Linked DNA regions of Hordeum vulgare: region 1 is linked to region 2. A link is a contact called in public Hi-C data. All regions are on one chromosome and are shown on one strand. The core of a region is the stretch at or near the end of the contact, and the rest is flanking DNA. Distances in the headings are between cores, read along the strand shown. Region 1 holds the start of LOC123445116 (nicotianamine aminotransferase B). Region 2 has its middle 23 kb from the start of LOC123445106.

Evidence for each region. Hi-C and Micro-C count contacts between places; a contact is called where the count stands out from the background.
Region 1: a Hi-C map of seedling shows a contact between it and region 2, with 6 times the contacts expected there. The contact joins the promoter of LOC123445116 here to the enhancer-like site in region 2. A contact is called at or near these places in 3 of 6 Hi-C or Micro-C datasets (leaf and seedling).

What each region holds. Positions count from the first base shown.
Region 1 is chr1H:458,860,384-458,863,083 of MorexV3_pseudomolecules_assembly, forward strand. It overlaps LOC123445116 (nicotianamine aminotransferase B), which reads left to right and starts at 1,410. Exons shown (of 7, transcript XM_045122054.1): 1 at 1,410-2,311; 2 at 2,493-2,700. The coding sequence starts at 1,662.
Region 2 is chr1H:458,818,896-458,821,595 of MorexV3_pseudomolecules_assembly, forward strand. No RefSeq gene overlaps it. Among protein-coding and RNA genes, the nearest start is that of LOC123445106, 23 kb to the left of the region's middle. Within about 2 kb of position 1,361, at least 2 of the 3 cell types and tissues checked have open chromatin away from gene starts, as enhancers often do. A contact at or near this core is called in seedling, where this site is marked.

The sequences.
Region 1 (2,700 bases), core at 160-2,659, 42 kb after region 2:
ATATCTAGTGATCTAATTATTTTTTACATTTCATTACAGAGGAAGTAACTGATAAAATAGAATCTATGATTGAATGGTTGAAAGGGCAATGGTATCCCCTACCATCAGGGTTCAGGTCCTAGACTTGATATTGATGCTTACGATTTTTCTGAATTTATTTCAGGCCTTCGAACGATGTGTGTTGATGATGTTTCGGCACTTCGAGGATCCTCGTAAGGATAGGATGTGTGTGCATGCGTTCATAGGGAGTGACTATATGTTCGTGTATATGAGCAACTTTAATTGTACTGTGTTAAAAATACAGAGAAAGTATAATTATTATTTTTGAAAACAAATTACACCCTCCGTTCCTAAATATAAGTATTTTAAGATATTTCACTGGGAGTCTACATACGAAGCAAAATAAGTGAATATATACTCTAAAGTATGTCTATATACATCCGTATGTAGTCTACTAATGGAATCTCTATAAAGACTTATATTTAGGAACGGATGGAGTTGAATTAATTAGACGACCTACCAAAGCAAATGCTACACTTTTTTTTAGGACCCGTCTTAGCTGGCGAAAGTTTGTAGAAGGGGGTGGCGTTTTGAAGGAATGTCAACTTTCTCAGAACAATTGGCGGTTTATTTAGAAGAAGACAATTTCGGTTTGAAACTGCCGCCGTTTCCGGTGAGCAACTAAAACTGCCAGGAAAAAAGCGTTGGCTTGCCATCCCCCTCACAGCATATCTTCGCAAGATAACATTACCCCCTTTTCATATTTTCTTTCTCTATTCATATCAAAAAGAAGGACGTGGTGTCTGCTATTTCACCACCAGTATTTACCTCCCCACTTTCCTTCTCAATGTCTGAAGTATTTTCCTTTCACCTCCGATTTCTCGCACTTATCGATTTACCAAATGAAATCACTTCTTCGGTAAGTCGATAAATGCTGACTGTTTCTAAAGAAAGTGTTGGTTGAATTAGCAACTAAAGTAGTAAAGTCCATCTTTAGTATTTATTTAGTCATTGCGATCCCATTGCAATGGTATGATTAGCTATCAAACGAAAGAAAGAGATGGCATGTGCCCTGTGTGTCATCCCTCACTGGCTTGGCGAATGGCGATACCGAGTTAGGTAGAGTGTTTTTTTAGCATGATGTCTGCCGGCACTGCCAAGAAAACTGCGTGCAGCGGACTGCAGGAGAGTTGAGCGATGCATGCTTTGTGATGAGCGGAGCTGAGTGGGTGTCACTAACTGAACCCAATCAGCATTGGGTGAGTCGAGTCGAGAAGCATCATGCTTCCTGCGTCCCGATCCGCTTATCTTTTTCTCCCAAATTATTAAAGAGGGATAGATGATGGTGTGCTGGGTTGGGTAGAGTACGTGCATAGAACCAAAGCGAGGCGCCGAAAATATGCCGGGGATAATGGTGGCAGGCCGCAACGGCCACGCCCGTCAGCTGGCAGCGGCGTGCCAGAGCGTGCCAGAGCGTGCGCGCGTGCGTGCTTCTTGCTGCCGGCCCCGGTTCGTGTGCGGTCAGAGCAACGGCTATATAGGACCGTCAATCACCGCTACTCAATCCGTCCCCAACTCGTTTCCTATTACCGCTACTAGTAGTATTCCTGGTGTAGTCTAGTAGTACTCCTCCTCCTCCTTCTCCTCCTACCCGTTTCCTCATGGCCACCGTACGCCAGAGCGACGGAGTCGCCGCGAACGGCCTTGCCGTGGCCGCAGCCGCGAACGGCAAGAGCAACGGCCATGGCGTGGCTGCCGCCGTGAACGGCAAGAGCAACGGCCATGGCGTGGCTGCCGACGCGAACGGCAAGAGCAACGGCCATGGCGTGGCTGCCGACGCGAACGGCAAGAGCAACGGCCATGCCGAGGCCACTGCGAACGGCCACGGCGAGGCCACTGCGAACGGCAAGACCAACGGCCACGGCGAGAGCAACGGCCATGCTGAGGCCGCCGACGCGAACGGCGAGAGCAACGGGCATGCCGAGGACACCGCGGCGAACGGCGAGAGCAACGGGCATGCGGCGGCGGCGGCAGAGGAGGAGGAGGCGGTGGAGTGGAATTTCGCGGGTGCCAAGGACGGCGTGCTGGCGGCGACGGGGGCGAACATGAGCATCCGGGCGATACGGTACAAGATCAGCGCGAGCGTGCAGGAGAAGGGGCCGCGGCCCGTGCTGCCGCTGGCCCACGGGGACCCGTCCGTGTTCCCGGCCTTCCGCACGGCCGTCGAGGCCGAGGACGCCGTCGCCGCCGCGCTGCGCACCGGCCAGTTCAACTGCTACCCCGCCGGCGTCGGCCTCCCCGCCGCACGAAGGTAACAACAACAACAACACAAGAACAATTTCCTTTTCGCGTGTCGTGTCGCGCGGCAATCCATGCATGCGCATGTGCCGCTTTCACGTGTCCGTCCGTCCACTGTTCCTTCCTCCTCCCTACGCGCCCTTGAGAAATCTGACCTTCTCCCACCTTATACCAAACAAAACAAAAAAACACAGCGCCGTGGCAGAGCACCTGTCGCAGGGCGTGCCGTACAGGCTATCGGCCGACGACGTCTTCCTCACCGCCGGCGGGACCCAGGCGATCGAGGTCATAATCCCGGTGCTGGCCCAGACCGCCGGCGCCAACATTCTGCTCCCCAGGCCAGGCTATCCAAACTACGAGGCGCGCGCCGCGTTCAACAGGCTGGAGGTCCGGCATTTCGAC
Region 2 (2,700 bases), core at 111-2,610:
TCATTAACTAGTACGTACTTGTCCACGGGCCTGGGAAGGAGGAGAGGGTCCACGCTAGACCGGTCGCGTTACCAAGACGTCGGTCGAGATGACGCTTCGGCGAAGCCAGCAACAACTATGAACACATGGTGTCTTCACCGTCTGCCTCTGACGTCGACCCGATCAAGCTGATGTGTAGCTCTCGCTCAACTCGGTCGCTGAAAGAGACCCGTTTTCGGCGTTACAAAACCACGGAGACCGCTGCGTAAATCATTCCCTGCCGGAAGCGCACAAGGCGAGCTGAGCGCACGACGCTCTAAGAAATTGCACCGGCGTGCGATGGCGACTGCAGGATGTGCACATTCCTTGCTGGAGATGAGGTAATTCGTACTACCATCGTGAGCGCCATGAGTCCATCCCCGCGACGAGCGACGAGGTCAGCTCGCCACGAGGCTGCAGCGCACGCACACGTAGCAACTAGCAAGGCGTGTCTCGGTGCCATGCCACCCGTTTTCCTCTTCCTCTCACAAAGAGCCCAAGGGCGTGTTTGATAGCTTTCACGGAGGATGCATGAACTTAAAAGTTTTCTTTTCAACCTATTTTTTATTATTTGATAGAGTGTATGAATCAAGAAGAACATGCATCAACTGATGTAAAAAAGGGCATCAACATAGCTGAGTCCAACACCCCCACGGAGGCGAGCCGAGGAGAGTATAGCTGCCTTCATCCGCCCTGGCCGCCTCGCCCTCGCCCGCGCCCCTCCCGAGCCCCGGCAGCGGCCTCGTCCACGCCCCTGCCCAGCCCCGGCGACCTCGCCCTCGAGCAATCGCGCCGCACACCTCCCAAGCCCCGGCGACCTCGCCCTCGAGCAATCGCGCCGCACACCTCCCAAGCCCCGGCGGTCTCGCCCTCGCCCAGTCGCGCCGCGCCCCTCCCGATCCCCGACGGCGGCCTTGCTCGTGCCTCGCCGCGCGACGCCCCTCCCGAGCCCCAGCAGCGGCCTCGTCCGCTCCCCGTTGCATCCCTCCCGAGCCCCGACAGCCTCGTCCTCGCCCCGTCGTGCCGCGCTCCGACGGCAACCACGCCGTGCCGCGCCCCTCCCGTGCCCCGGCGGCTTGGTCCTCTCCCTCCCCACGCCCCGTCGGCCCTCCTCTTCCTCCCTCGTAGTGCACCTCTTCCTCCTTCTTTCTACCAAACAAAGTCTCACCTCAGCATGTATCGACACATACATTACTAACAAACAATAACAAATGCATCTATTCAGCATGTTTACACTGACCATGTCTTAGATGAAAACAATCATGCTAGATAGGGAATGCAACCAAACACGTCCAAAGTGGTCTGCGGTTGTTCCGTGGCACGTGACCTTGTGTGTCTCGGTGCCGGCCGTTTGCTCAGAGGCTCAGACGGACGCCTGTGCGACTGTGCCGTGGCACGTGATCTACTGTATCTTTGTGCCGGCCATTTTGTTCTGACCGGTCGGTTTATCACTTTATCCTCACGGGACCGGATCTGTGACCAACGGGACCGCCTAATCATTAGACGACTGAAGACAGAATATGTTTCGGCTGATTTGCCGTTTACTGTATCTCCAGCCCTTGCACTGTTCCTGGACCTGCCAAGGCCAAACTATGGAGCAGCATCTCAGATCATAACCGTTGGATCTGAGCTACCTTAACATAGAAACCCAGAGAGTCTGGGACTACAATAACGATGGACATTTTTTTTACCGGCAATAATGAGAACAATAATCTTATTGTGCACTAGGTCTTTTTTTAACCTTTGTGTATTATTAATCTTATCAATGGTCAAAAACAACCTTGAGAAACGTATTAGGTCATCTATATATATGAATGTAGGGAGTATGTTACTAGTTTTATTAATGATCAAAGGCAATCTTGGAAAATGTATTACCCTCTATATATGCTAGTAAATGGCATGTCATATTTGAGGGACGTATGTCAATTTTGTTTTGTATTTATTAACTTGTGTTCTTCAACTAAGATCCATACACACACATATACAAAATGGTAACAAGCCTTACTATGGGCATCTTCAAGGCGGACCCCTCAAACCTAATGTATATGTTTGATGTTCGTATCACTTGTGTCGTCTAATTTAGAGCATCTACCCTTTAAACCCGTCTCAAACGTCCGGGCAGCCCGTCCAGTCATAAAAATTAGCCCAGTCGGACCCTTCGTACTCATCTCAAGCACTTGGCATGACCGGCATCCCTCATATGCATCTCAAATATGAGAATGATATAAGGCTCGTGAACGCGTCTGGACACACCCGGTCAGTCTGTCATGTAAGAGCGACCCCATCTTGGACCATCTTTTATCTTTCTTTATTCATTCTTTTCTTTCTATGTCTTCTTCTCCATCAATCACGTGCAAATGACAGGACATATGAAAAAAAATATGAAAGATGCGGCTACGCAAACGAAAAAGTAAGGATTTAAAACGGACACGTCCATGCCCACAGGCGTTTGAGGGATCGGATTTACAAGTTCCGATTATAGATGCTCTTAGTCCCTAAAGTATATGCAGATTAGCCTGCATGTTTGATATCCGGTATACCGGAAACAAATTTGCGGCTAGTTTGGGAGCGATCCACACATCCACTATACCAACAAAAAGCAAACATATGGTACTTCTTTCTTTATCTTCTCTTCTTCTTATCCTTTCAACCGCACATATCAAACCAAAATCAACCACATGC